3 separate regions of the Drosophila melanogaster genome follow, and regions 1 and 2 are each linked to region 3. A link is a contact called in public Hi-C data. All regions are on one chromosome and are shown on one strand. Each heading gives the region's core, a stretch centred on a gene start, on an enhancer-like site or on the middle of the called end of the contact. The rest is flanking DNA. Distances are from core to core; before and after follow the strand shown. Region 1 holds the start of Septin1 (Septin 1). Region 2 holds the start of bves (bves,). Region 3 holds the start of Fim (Fimbrin).

Region 1 (4,495 bases), core at 693-3,192, 4.1 Mb after region 3:
GGGCGTCTTCTGGATCTCGTTCGAGGATGTGCTTAACTACTTCGACTGCATCGATATCTGCAAGGTGCGCTCCGGCTGGAACGAGGTGCGTCTGCAGGGGACATTGCAGCCCCTGTGCTCCATCTCCTGTGTGCTGCTCACCGTGCTGGAGCCGACGGAGGCGGAGTTTACCCTATTCCAGGAGGGGCAGCGCAACTCGGAGAAGTCGCAGCGATCGCAGCTGGACCTGTGCGTTGTGATATTCCGCACCCGGTCTCCGGCGGCGCCGGAAATCGGTCGATTAGTGGAGCACAGCAAGCGTCAGGTGGGTGCTTCCCATAGCCCTGCAAATAGAAACGCTTCTAACAATTGCGTTCCATTTAGGTGCGAGGCTTTGTGGGATGCCACAAGATGCTGGAGCGGGACATTTACCTGCTTGTGTGTCTGGCCTTCAACCATTGGCACACGGGCATCGAGGATCCCCACCAGTATCCTCAATGCATCCTAGCGATACACAGCTCCAAGCGTCTGCTGGTGGAGCAGATAAGTCCCTCGCCGCATCTCCTGGCCGACGCTATCATTAGCCTGACCCTAACCAAGGGACAGCGGCACGAGGGGCGCGAGGGGATGACCGCCTACTATCTGACCAAGGCAAGTGATCCGGTTGCGAAGGGATCTAGGGATTCGGTGGCCTTACTAACTCGACCGCATTTCCTTTACAGGGCTGGGCGGGTCTGGTTGTGATGGTGGAAAATAGACATGAGAATAAGTGGATCCATGTGAAATGTGATTGCCAGGAGAGCTACAATGTGGTGTCGACACGCGGCGAACTCAAGACAGTGGACTCTGTGCCCCCGCTGCAGAGGTGGGCTCCCAATCGACCACCTAAAATATTCCCCCAACTAATTGCTTAACGTGTGCTTAACGCTTTCAGACAAGTAATCATCGTTCTCACCCAACTAGAGGGCAGTGGCGGCTTCAGCATCGCCCACCGGCTGACCCATCGTCTGGCGAATTCCCGCGGCCTGCACGACTGGGGGCCACCCGGCGCCACCCACTGCCCGCCCATCGAGAATGTCCATGGACTGCACGCTCCGCGGCTAATCACCTAGAATGGGATAGGGATAGGGATGGATGGCAGTGACGCAATTTCGATGCTACCCCGCGATATGTCGCTGTTCGAATCCTGATTTGCATGCGTCTCCTCTCAATTCTACCCGTCTTCTAGTCGATGTTCTGTTAACGAATCACACATTACAGCGAAAAACCCAAAGTTGAAACCAATCAGCATGCGAAACAATTCATATATATGTGTATAGAGCCGTGCAGATATGATATATGTATGTGTTTATGCACTAAGGCGTATCGGAAAGTGGGAGCAGATCCCCGGTGGGGATACGGCAGAGCCCAGAAGCCCCAGTCCGGAGTCCTAAGGCTAAGGCTCGGCACGATTCGCTTGAGATCCAATGATCTGTGTTTTGATTAGAGCGGCTATGATTGTGGATTATATAGATATGTATTGTGAATTTAAGTGCATCCAATATTAATATGTGTATTGTTTTAAAAATAAAGACTACAAGTTATAAAAGCCACCAATGTGTAAACAATTTCAAATGTGTACGCGCGAATTGGAAAACGATTCAATCAAAATATACCTTACGATACACAATAGATGGCGCCAGGAGATATTCGACATGGTATCTACATAAGATGTTATCTACTGTCAAAAACGCTACGAACTAAATCGTAAATATAGTCCGGGCTTAAATTTCCGATTAATAAAGTGAAATCATAAAAATATAGTCATGATATAATATAAACCATATAAAACCATAATAATTAAATAACTTATTAAATATGGTTACGTTCAACCAGATTTTCAAAAGAAATACCAGCTTGATCTTGTTCAGACGGTCGTCATTTTTGTTTTGCCGCCGAACTGGTCCCACTGGCAGCAGGATTTGCCAGTTGCGCGCTGCGGTCACACTAGTTGCCCTGCTATTTTGTTCGTCATTACGTTGATTTCTTCGTTCGTTTCGTGTTTTTTTTTAAAATGGCCGATACAAAGGGCGTGAGTAGCCGCTGTTCACTTGTCCAAATGCTAATGGCCAACGGCCAGTCCCCCAACGAACTCGATCCGCCGCCAACTGGGCGTGGCGTGCCATCCACTCCTGGTTGCCAGTGCATCAAATGCCGAATGCGGCGCTCCTGTTGATTTGTTTGCCGCTCATCTCGCCGCGCCAGTTCATCGGACACTCCTCCTGCACCGCCCTTTGTCCACTCGGTGGGAGCGGGCATTGCTGAGCGGGAGTGGAGAAGGAAGTGGAAGTAGAAGTCAAGTGATTCACAACATGCCGGTGGCGTCGGCGTTGTTCCTTTGTTCCCGGGACCTCTGCCGCCCTCGCGAAGCAACTTCGGCCGCCCGTGACCCACATGGCAGTGCATTCTGGTGCACGGAGAAATGAGTGCCGTGCCCATAGTTTGGGCGCCCAAGAGAAAACTGATCCGCGCGTGATGGGCATGCAAATCAAGCCAAGCCATCGCTTTCTAAGACCCAAAACCCTAACTACCAGACATTAGCTCAACCCAACTGAGTTGGGTTACGAGTTAATAAGGCATATGGAATACTTTCAATCACTTGTCCATTTTGGGTCATATCCTTGAACCCATTTCTTAACTCAACTCAACTTTCTCTTCATGAGATGCAAGTTTTTACTATTCCCAAAAGTGTTTTACCGAGAAACATAGTTCCAATTAATTGGTAGATAAATTGATCGACCGCAGATATATGTACAATATTACTATGATTTATCGTCAGTCTGCATTGCATGGTTTTATAGCTTAATCAGCATAGGCTGACCCACTTAATTATTCGCATATGTATTCATATGTATAGAACACAATGCACGGCACATTTAGTTAATATGCAATTCGTTAAGATTATAATTTCCATATGCAAAAAAGTCCACATTTGTTTCGCCTTTAAACGTTCCAGAAATAGTGCTGATATTGAACTGAGTAATTCTTGGTTTTGCAAGCAATGTTTGATTGTTTACCTGTTCTGAAATTAAAGGCATTACCTATCTAGTAGATTCTCAGAAAGTTTCTAATATTAATTATTTTTATTTATATATGAAGCCTAGGACTTTTGGTTCTCTATACTAATGTTATTCACCTATTCTCGTGCAGTTTTCCAGCATCGAGACGCCCGGCTATGTGGGCTTCGCCAACCTGCCCAACCAGGTGCATCGAAAGTCCGTGAAAAAGGGATTCGAGTTCACCCTAATGGTGGTGGGCGAGTCCGGACTGGGCAAGTCCACGCTGGTCAATAGTCTCTTTCTCACCGATCTCTATCCCGAGCGCATTATTCCGGACGCCATAGGTGGGCATAGTCTTTCGTCATCACTCGCTTTGATTACTCATCCAGGAAACCATTCCCCTCTTGCAGAGAAACAAAAGCAAACCGTAAAGCTGGAGGCATCGACGGTGGAGATCGAGGAGCGCGGCGTCAAGCTAAGATTGACGGTGGTGGACACACCCGGATTCGGCGATGCCATCGACAACTCCAACAGCTTTGGTGCCATACTCGAGTACATCGATGAGCAATACGAGCGCTTCCTGCGCGACGAGAGCGGCCTGAACAGACGCAACATTGTGGACAATCGCATTCACTGCTGTTTCTACTTTATATCGCCGTTCGGTCATGGGTGCGTTCCTTTTCCGTTTAACTTTTGAACATTTAATATTAAAAATAAGGAGTTCAAAGCTCAGTAGTGTTGCAAATTGTATAATAGAAAGTATAAACGAAGTATCACATCAATTTTTGTACCCAGCCTAAAACCCCTGGACGTAGAGTTCATGAAGAAGCTGCACTCTAAAGTTAACATTGTGCCCGTGATCGCAAAGGCCGATTGTCTCACAAAGAAGGAGATCCTGCGCCTGAAGTGCCGCATTATGCAGGAGATCGAGAGCCACGGCATCAAGATCTACCCACTGCCAGACTGTGATTCCGATGAGGACGAGGACTACAAGGAGCAGGTGAAGCAACTTAAGGAAGCTGTGCCTTTCGCCGTCTGCGGCGCCAACACACTGCTCGAGGTCAAGGGCAAGAAGGTGCGCGGTCGTCTGTATCCATGGGGCGTGGTCGAGGTAGAGAATCCCGATCACTGCGACTTCATCAAGCTGCGCACGATGCTCATGTAAGTGAAGCAAATATTCCAATATCTGATTGCTTATTAACTAACCACCTATCCCGCTGCCCCACAGCACCCACATGCAGGACCTGCAGGAGGTCACGCAGGAGGTGCACTACGAAAACTACCGCTCCGACCGCCTCGCCAAGGGCATCAAGGGCAAGGAGAACGGCGTGAAGGCCGAGCGGGACAGCAGCTCGCAGGTGGTGTCGAACAGCGTGCTCGGCGAGAAGGACCGCATCCTGCAAGAGAAGGAGGCCGAGCTGCGGCGCATGCAGGAGATGCTCGCCCAGATGCAGGCGCGCATGCAGGCCCAGCAGTGA
Region 2 (4,436 bases), core at 1,279-3,778, 3.8 Mb after region 3:
GTAAAATCTGCCGGTCCAGGGGGAGACTTTCCCGGTAAGCGTGAGCAGGGTACCCACGACGAACACCACAGTCAAAACACTGGAAACCAACGTCTTGAAGAGCAGATCGAAGTGATCCTTGGGAATGCGCGAGCGCAGATAGTCGACGAAAGCGTGAATCTGGCACAGGCCAAAGGTTCCCAGTGCCTGCAAGAGAAAAATACGATTTACACTCCCTTCTTTTCGATATAGCGAGTAATTCTTTAATTAGAGTTCTTTTAGTGACCAATTCAGCTAGGTTTTTGGTACTCATTATGTTTCATACTCTTCCTATCAAGAATTTAAAATGTATTCATCACAACAGATCACACATCGCTACACTGCACAGCATTACACAAAGTAGTTACACTCACCAGCATGTGTTCGGAGCTCTGGATGGGTTGGAATCCCACAAACGAGATCTGCATCGACAGAATGGTGCCGACGCAGTATAGCGTGCTGTATGCTATGTAGATCCTGTGCGAGAAACGTCCGGTGATCATCAGCGCCAGCACGTGCAGCGGGATTAGGTTAATCAGGAAGACATAGCCACCCCACGAGGAGACCATATAGAAGTAGGCCAATGCCGACATAGCCGACCAAAAGATCGTGCCCGTCTTTACCGCCTTGATCCACAAATAGTAGGTGAAGAGCATGCAGAAAATGGCGATGCCTTCATTGTCGTACGATCCCGCCACGGATCGAGAGATATACCCGGGAACGATGGATATCAAAGCGGCGGCCACCAGTCCAGCTCCAGTGCTCTAAAAAGGGGTAAAGGGGGATCATAAGAACCACGTGCGAATTTTAACCTCGAAAGGATATAAAAAAAAAAGTAAAGAACGGTGGGACGGTGGCTTACGTGTATCTCCTTTGTGAGGGCGTAGGTCACCAGCGTGGTCAGCGAGGAGAAGAAGGGCGCCAGGAAGACGCACACGTTCCGTATGTCGATGGTCACATTGAGCAGCCACATCAGGCGGTACAGGGCCGCCGAGGTGAGCATCAGCCCGGGATAGATGGTGCCGCCGATGATGCGGCCCAGGGGATACCAGGCGCGGTCATCGAACCAGTTGTGGAACTTGTAAAAGCCCTGCTCCGCCAGAAACCGCGTGGTGCGGTAGTTGAAGTACGGATCGAACTCATGGATTACGCTTTCGAATCGCAGCACAGAGAACAAGCGTGTGGCAAATGCTGTCCAGAAATGCAAGAGGAAAAGGAAGTTTAATCGGCGATGGCAAGAGGAAGACCAGCAGCTAGTGATGGCACATGCCAGCGTGTATCAAGCTATCGATATTCTAGCAGGGCTGGCAAGTTGATATTCTACAACATGGCAATCGGAAGATGTTTATAGCTATGCATTTGTTCAAATGCAAATCAAGGAATTTATAAGCTAGGAAATAAGGAATAATAGTGCTGCATTGCGTAACTAAGCCATTATATGCTCTGGGTAATTTCACCATAAAGTGCCGGCGGCACATCAAGCTATCGATAGCGAAGAAGCTCGCAGCAGATGCGAATGTTTGACCTTTTCACAACGCCCACTCGGCTAATGCCGAATAAGCGCTGTTTACTCACATAAAACCGCTGCCAGGATGAGAATGGCCAGCTTGACCAGGTGCTCCTGTTTGTCCCAGGTGAGCAGTCCCCTGGCGACGCCGCCCACGTCCAGCGTCATTTTCCTTGCTCTTCCGCCTGCCGGCTTTTTTTCGGCGCTGCTTAATTCGATGCAAGAGTCCCTAAGTCACCGGTGCGAGTTGTTGACTGAATTCCGGATGTCCAGGATTACTTGTTTTGCCCCACCGAAGCACTATTACTTAGCTTTTTGCACAAAACAATGGCTGAAACTTGAATGCGACGGGATCGCAAACTTGCAATTCGTGGCAAAGAGCGGAGAGTGCTATCGATTATCGCGTGCTATCGCCGGTCTATCGGTAATAGGGGTGACAACTCTGACCGCTGGCGGGTTTTATTGTTTCCCTTTTAACCACTTCTTTTGGCTGCTATTTGCGGTTTATTCGGCAGTTAATTCTCGATTTATGATTAGTTACTATTAGTGAGTCATCAAAAGCACGGCTGGTATTCGAATCGGCAATTCATAACCGGCTGTTCCTGGGCTTATATCCCAGCTGTTTTCGACTCTCCGTGGGAGCGAGCACGAGTAGTGAGCAGAGAGCGAAAAACACATTTCAACCACCACACAGTGGGGTACGATTATTATTTTTTAGAAAGTTACCAAAAGTTGTCTAAATACGTTTAGACCAAAGATGTCAACTACGCCAAAGCAACCGTAAGCACAAATAAAAAAGAAAAATGTAACAATTTTCAGATAAATCAAGGAAATGTAAACAATCTTAAAAAGTTGTCAGCTAGTATGCAATTGCGACCACTGTGCACCACGAAATTCGTTTTCATTGCGGGAGAGCGAGTGAGAGAGAGGGCGAGAGAGAGCGAGCTACAGCCGTTTAAATTGCCATATATTTCCCATATAAAAGCACCGCTGCTTCGTGTTTTCATTGCCTTTTAAAAAAATCTCGAACAAAATATGACAAGAAAACATCGGATGAATCGCCGGGCAGGAAAATCACGGTTTCCACTGAAAAACTACTGATAGTTATCACATATCCGAAATATATGTATTTTCAATCGAAACGAGAACCAAATCCCCGAAAAAACGCGAATCGGAGTAAATACAAGTTGACTTCTGCTGGTAAATAGAAGAAAAATTTGTACCTAAAACAATGAAAAACTCACGTGTCAAATATTTAAGAAATTGTTCTCACTAATACATGGGCAAGCCCATTCCTATTTGCGTGTATGAGATTTGCTAGTTCAAATCGTTGATTTTTTTTAGTGGCAGCTTTGTTATGTGCAATATATACATAGATATTTGCATATGTATTGTGTGTGTGTGTATTTACTTGCAGCGTTGTTGTTGCTGTTTTTTTTTTAATTGAAGCCGCGCCAAAAGTAATTAAATAATAACGATGGCGAGTGTTTGTTTGTGTGTAAAGTGCAGCAAGAATGGTGAAAAATCGAACATCAACACGCTTTTAAAAATGCATGTGTTATGTATGTGTATATATCGGGACGTCACTGTGTGCGTGCGGGTGGGGGCAGCGACGCCGGCAGAGGCAGCGATTGCAGTTGCCAGCACGCATTCAAGAAGAAGAAGAAGGAAATCGAATGTATGATGGGAGGGCGTGGAAGGGGGGTAGGGGAAAGGAAGAAAAGGAAAACAAAAGCAACAAACTCCAACTTCTGCATCTGCTTCTTCGTTCTCTCCTCCTTCGGCCCACCACTCACTCACACCCCACCCACTCTCTCAATGTGTGTATGTGGGTGTTTGCATTTGCATGGCATTTCTGGCATGCAACTTCTATGTGTGTGTGTTTGTGTGTGCGTATATTTATGGAAGTTGTGTGCCTATAGGCGAGAGAACGAGAGGGAGAGAGAGAAGATCGGGGAACTACTATTTATTATTATCCAAGCTCCCAAAAATCGAATATTTTGCAACAAAAGAAGTTAGACTCGTGTTCTATTAGGAAAAAATCAATGAAGTGACATTCTCATTTCCGATTTTGAGACCCAATTGGGATGAATTGCTTTCGTAACTTCCAACTTAACGATCTTTCCAAAGATCTAAACTACATGAAGAAGGGGAAAATGGGGATGAAATTCGTTTTTAAAATTTCTATTTAAAAATATATTGGGTCCAAAAATACTTTATCAGTGGGGAGAATAGCTCTGAAATGAGTTTCCAATTCCCGAATTCCACTTCAAAGATCTGAGGCGATAAATAAAGACATTGCTATGCAATTCAAAAGTCTCATAATTCAAATGAGAGCCCAAAAATAACGAACGAATTATTCAAAAAATAATTATGCATTTCAAAAATAACTGGTGCGTATTTTTGCTATGAACTGAGAATAATATTCTTTGGTAGAAAAATCTGAGAACTACATATATGTATAAATAACATATTGCTTTGCTTTGCAAATTCTTCTCTAAGTCTAAACAAACCGTAAAGTTAAAAACCTATCTAAATCCAAACAGTTGGATAACTGAAAGCCATTTGATATCGCACCTAAGGCAGCATTCCGATAAGATAAATGACCTTATGTACAAAAACACTGAACTATAGAAATGTTTTCTTATCAGTGCTCGGCTCTGGATGAAATTCGTACTCCATAACTGATATTCACAATTGAAAATTTCCTATCACTAAGAGCTAGCTGAAAATGTTAGTGGACCATTAGAGTAAGGTAATCCATCAATATTGCATGTATAGTATACTGATGTCGACCATTTCCTAACCCATTTAAATGGCCATTGAGTGATTAAGTGTTTTTGTTTATTTTTTCTTCGATTTCTGCTTTCGCCTCAAAATAATTTACACAATTTTTGCCGTGGCTGGCCCG
Region 3 (4,331 bases), core at 573-3,072:
CATTGTTGTGTTATTTTTTAGTTTGCTTTTAGCATTAGTCACTATGGGGGATGGGCAGCGACGCCGACTGCGGCATTGAACTTGCGTTTCTCCACGCATGCGCTGCCCTTATACTCGTAATGATTTCGTTTTGGGCTTTGCAGTTGCAGAGGGCTCCACCCAAAAAATAAGACAAAAAAGTGTTTTCTTCTGTAAACATTCGAAGGAAATTCTCGATGCACGATAAGAAATATTTGCATACTTTATCGAGGCGGTGACAAGACAAAGTAATGTGTCTACTGTGGATGTCGGCTTGGTTTATCTAGTTTCGTTTTTACGGTACATGGCTCAGACAGTTTGATAAGTGCAATATTCGTCAACAGCTTTTGCATTCCAATTTACCACAATACACAATACACATAAAGAAATCAAAAACAAAATTCACTTTATAGTACAAATTAAAGTAATTTTTTCCTCTTGCTTCTCGTACTCTTGATAACGACTCTCCACTGTGCGAAGAGCGGGAGATAAGAGATGCGGGAAAGGGAAACTTGTTTGCTCATCTGCTGTCCCCTCCCACCCACATCCACGCACGCGCCCCTCTCCCTCGCACTGGCATATGCAGCAGCGGGCGCAGCGCATTAACCGTTAGCTAGCGATGCTTGTCTTTGCTTCTTTTCACGGTCTTTTCCAGTGGCGGATCAAGGGGGGATTTTGAAGGGCTAAAGGACTAAGTTACTCTCGTAAGTGTAATGCAAAATTTGATCTCTGTTCTTGTACGATTTCCTCTTCTCCTGTCCAACATTCGTGCCAGCTGATTAAGTTAAGTTTTAGTTTTACAATTCCCAATTTAATTAACTTCTTGCTGGTTCTGCTTCTTTGTCGATTAAAAACTAAGCAAGAACATGAACTAAAATCGGAGTGGTAAGACCCTTTCAAAGTCCGACTCTGTTCTTCTCCTGCTCCTGCTGCCCCCGCCACTGCTTCTTCTTCGCTTAAGTCCACTTCATGGGGGGTTGCTTTGCACTGTTGAAGGCCAGCCGCGCTGTCGGCTGCGCAGCCGGCGTTGGCGTCAGCGTCGCTGCTCCCCATTGTCAACGCCGACGCCCACATGCACCGCTTAACGGTTTTCTTCCTGCGCCTCATGCGTGCGTGTGTGTGTGAGTCATTCAATTTGAATTTCAACAATTTGCCACCTATGACTCTTATTGATTGAATGTTGCTATTGCCATTGCTAAAACCATTTCGTTTTGCTGCTCTTTTTGTCATCTCACCTCTATGAATTTCTCCTTGATCTCCGCCTTTTCATCAATGGACAGCGTTTTTGTGAATTTGTTAAGTGTTGCCATTTTCGCTGCCGATGTGTGTGTGGTGTGCTGCTGCTGCTTTTCTTCTTGACTTTCTTAATTATTTATAACTGACGCCGCTGATTGGTAATTATTTTAAATAAATTATCCGTTTATAATCAATTTCACTTTGTCGCCGTTTTCGCAGTCGGCGATTTTCTTCTTTTTGCTCCTCTTCTTTTTTGTTTTACCGCGCGCTCCTTTTCCTATACGTATCTATGTATTTGTGCGTTTCTGTGCTAATATTCTTAAACTTCTTTTACTTTTTTCTTAACTTTTCACCCATACACACTCGTTGCTGGTTTTGTTTGTTGCTGGTTTTTACCAAAAAAAAAAAGATGAAGCCAGATTTAAAGCCTCCGTGTTGTTATTTACAACGTCAACCGAGCAAATTTTGTTTTCAAACGTTATTTAGCACGTCTGAATTCGGAATCGACCGGTTTGCTGTGCGTGCGAAGCGCTTTTGTTAGATGTTTAACAACAAACAGAAAACTAAATTGCAGGTTGTATTGTGAGAAATGAAAGAAGACAACGGAGCGAAAACAGTGTGCCCGTTTTGGAATTTGAAAAACCTACAAAAATACGGTGGTACTTACCGCGATATTTCCAAAACTGAGCACAGTATTCCATTTGAACTTAAATTTTCGATAGAATTGAAATACCTCTTAATGTCATAATAGACAGCACATTGTTTTTCTTCAAGTTTAAATATAGTTAATTTAAGCTTGGAAGAGAATTTAAAAAAAGCTTAAAGCTGCTTATGCTAAGTTATGTGCGCAAATTTATTTTTTTTACATTTTACATGTGCGTAGAATTTCCGTTGTTGAGTTAGCAGCAATTGAAGAACGTTGGAATTTGAATTATGGGGACGTTTTTTATTCAGTTATTTTTCTTTATTAGGAGGTGAATTCGAAAAAGATATTTCTTTATCTCTTTCTTTGACGCACATCATATTACAATGTTAACAAACATAAACGTTTAGTATTTTTCCGCTATCGGGTAGTATTTCGCGGTCGGCTCGCCACGGTTCCTCTTCTTTTGTCTAAAAGAATAGAATCGCCTGGTCACACCGCAGGGTCCAGTATTGTTGCCTTTTTATTTTATTCCCGCATTTCTTCGCTTTGAAGCGATCGCTTTTCGGCTTTCTTTGAGGTCACAGGTCACGCCAGCGGACGCTGGAAGCCGAAACGCCCCCCGCCTCGCCCCCTTGGCCATGGTGACCGTCGCTGTTGTTGTTTTTGTCGCCCTTTAAAACCAGCTGCTGCATCTGTGTGTGCGCGCGTGCTTGCGAGTATTTCCAACCAAGCGTGCGTCGGTGTGCGTGCGTGTACAAGTGCTGAAACAACAACAAAAGCGTAAAACGCATTTTCATTTGATTGCGATTTTGATTTGATATATTAATTACAGAAAGAAAGGGGGAGAAAGCAAACAAAGGAGACAAACTGTGAGAGAAAGACAGAGCGAGATCAAGACAGTGAGCGAGATGGATGTGGAGGAGAACTACGAAAACGCCGCCGAGATGCAGAACATGAACATGAATCTGAATCTAAATCCGAATCCGAATCCAAATTCGGACAGCCAGCAGCAGCAGCAACAACAGATGCAATGTGAACCGTTATTCGGGCTCACAACCAATACAACAACAACCACAAATCCCATGATGGCCATTCCCCTGCCCGCGCCCCCAGGGCCGCACTCCGCTCCGAACAACAGTCCAAATTCGAATGCGAATCCCAACTCAAATCTGAGTCCCAGTCCATCCGCAACAACCGCTAACGCATCCGCATCCACGATCAAGTGTCTACCGACGAACGACTTCGATATCGACTCCCTGTTGCTGCAACAGTTCAGCTGTATGGGCACCACGGACCACGAAGACCTCATCAGCCAGTTTCAGAGCCTAATGAACAACCAGATGAACCGGGAATCGGCCAGGTTTTACCTAGAGATGAGTAACTGGTAAGGATATAGCTATAAGTAAAATATCTCAAATCCATTGTGGTTTAATATTCCAAATGGAGTTAGAACACAGAATGTTTCATAATCCATTGAATTTAAGCTTCTTCCCTGCGTTCTGGACATATTATAGTCTTTATAAACTATATTTTACTTAAAGATGTGTTACTAGTAATGATATACATATGTACTCAGAAATCCCCATGGTACGATCATCATGGGCGATGTTATCGAGGCCTTTTTCTTTTATTTTAACATACTTTCTTATATTTTAACATACACAATTTAGAACAATGCATAATTATTGAATTATGAATAATTTTACATTGTTGTGTTTCATTGCCTCCAGCTTGATGAATACACATTTATAGATTACAAACGTAGATTTTTGAGTTTGTCATGGTGATAAATAACACTTTATAAACTATAAACAGGAAAATTAAAGCGCTATCTTAAATTCCCTCTAGGGCCTTATCTCAAAAGAACTTAAAGAGACGCTATAAAATTAAAGATATATCTTTGTAAATTAGAGCTAGCTCTCAAGTAGTTCTGATTTCTGTAATATGTTATAAAGTTCAGTTCTCTTTAATATATGATATGAATAGGCCAACTATGTACATCTAGAAACATATTGCTAATAACCCAGTTGAATTTCGTCATATTAATCAAATTTTTTCACATTTATAGGAGCCTGCAGACGGCGGTGGGCTGCTATCTGGACTTCTGCAGCTTACAGTCGCTGCCTTCGATGAAGATCGTCCAGGAGAAGCAAGTGAATGCTCAGCAGCAAGCGTTTCAGCTGCAGAACGATGGCACCGAGCGCTGGCCGAACAACTGCTATCTGACCTCGCCCATCCAGACGCAGCGCATCAATGTGCCCGCCCTACGTCCGGGCGAAACTTGTGATATCCTGGCCGATATGATGCCCACGCAGCCGCCGACAATGTGGCGGCTGTGCACTTCAAATGGCTGGTACTTTGGCGGTGAGCAAGAGACAGCACTCGATCTTAGAACTAGAATCAAACGCTGAGCTAGCAAACCAGAATTGTT

What was found. Hi-C and Micro-C count contacts between places; a contact is called where the count stands out from the background.
Region 1: a contact with region 3 is called in a Hi-C map of the Kc167 cell line, with 2.7 times the contacts expected there. The contact joins the promoter of Septin1 here to the promoter of Fim in region 3.
Region 2: a Hi-C map of the Kc167 cell line shows a contact between it and region 3, with 2.3 times the contacts expected there. The contact joins the promoter of bves here to the promoter of Fim in region 3. A contact is called at or near these places in 2 of 107 Hi-C or Micro-C datasets (the Kc167 cell line and embryo).

The regions. Positions count from the first base shown.
Region 1 is chrX:21,356,344-21,360,838 of dm6, forward strand. Septin1 (Septin 1) reads left to right here and starts at 1,943. Exons shown (of 5, transcript NM_078706.4): 1 at 1,943-2,050; 2 at 3,169-3,361; 3 at 3,428-3,686; 4 at 3,813-4,178; 5 at 4,246-4,495. The coding sequence starts at 2,033. The coding sequence ends at 4,495. It overlaps sol (small optic lobes), which reads left to right. Exons shown (of 9, transcript NM_057390.6): 6 at 1-304; 7 at 364-630; 8 at 702-844; 9 at 914-1,569. The coding sequence ends at 1,091.
Region 2 is chrX:21,052,018-21,056,453 of dm6, forward strand. It overlaps bves (bves,), which reads left to right and starts at 2,529. Exons shown (of 7, transcript NM_001272824.1): 1 at 2,529-2,725. It overlaps Stt3A (Catalytic subunit 3A of the oligosaccharyltransferase complex), which reads right to left and starts at 1,920. Exons shown (of 6, transcript NM_001272822.2): 1 at 1,594-1,920; 2 at 881-1,209; 3 at 393-782; 4 at 1-186. The coding sequence starts at 1,693. It overlaps snoRNA:Me28S-U3344a (a small nucleolar RNA gene), which reads right to left and starts at 344; the gene lies at 266-344.
Region 3 is chrX:17,300,107-17,304,437 of dm6, forward strand. Fim (Fimbrin) reads right to left here and starts at 1,823. Exons shown (of 5, transcript NM_078661.4): 1 at 1,254-1,823. The coding sequence starts at 1,328. It overlaps CG5445, which reads left to right. Exons shown (of 5, transcript NM_001298442.1): 3 at 2,733-3,284; 4 at 3,969-4,264. The coding sequence starts at 2,809.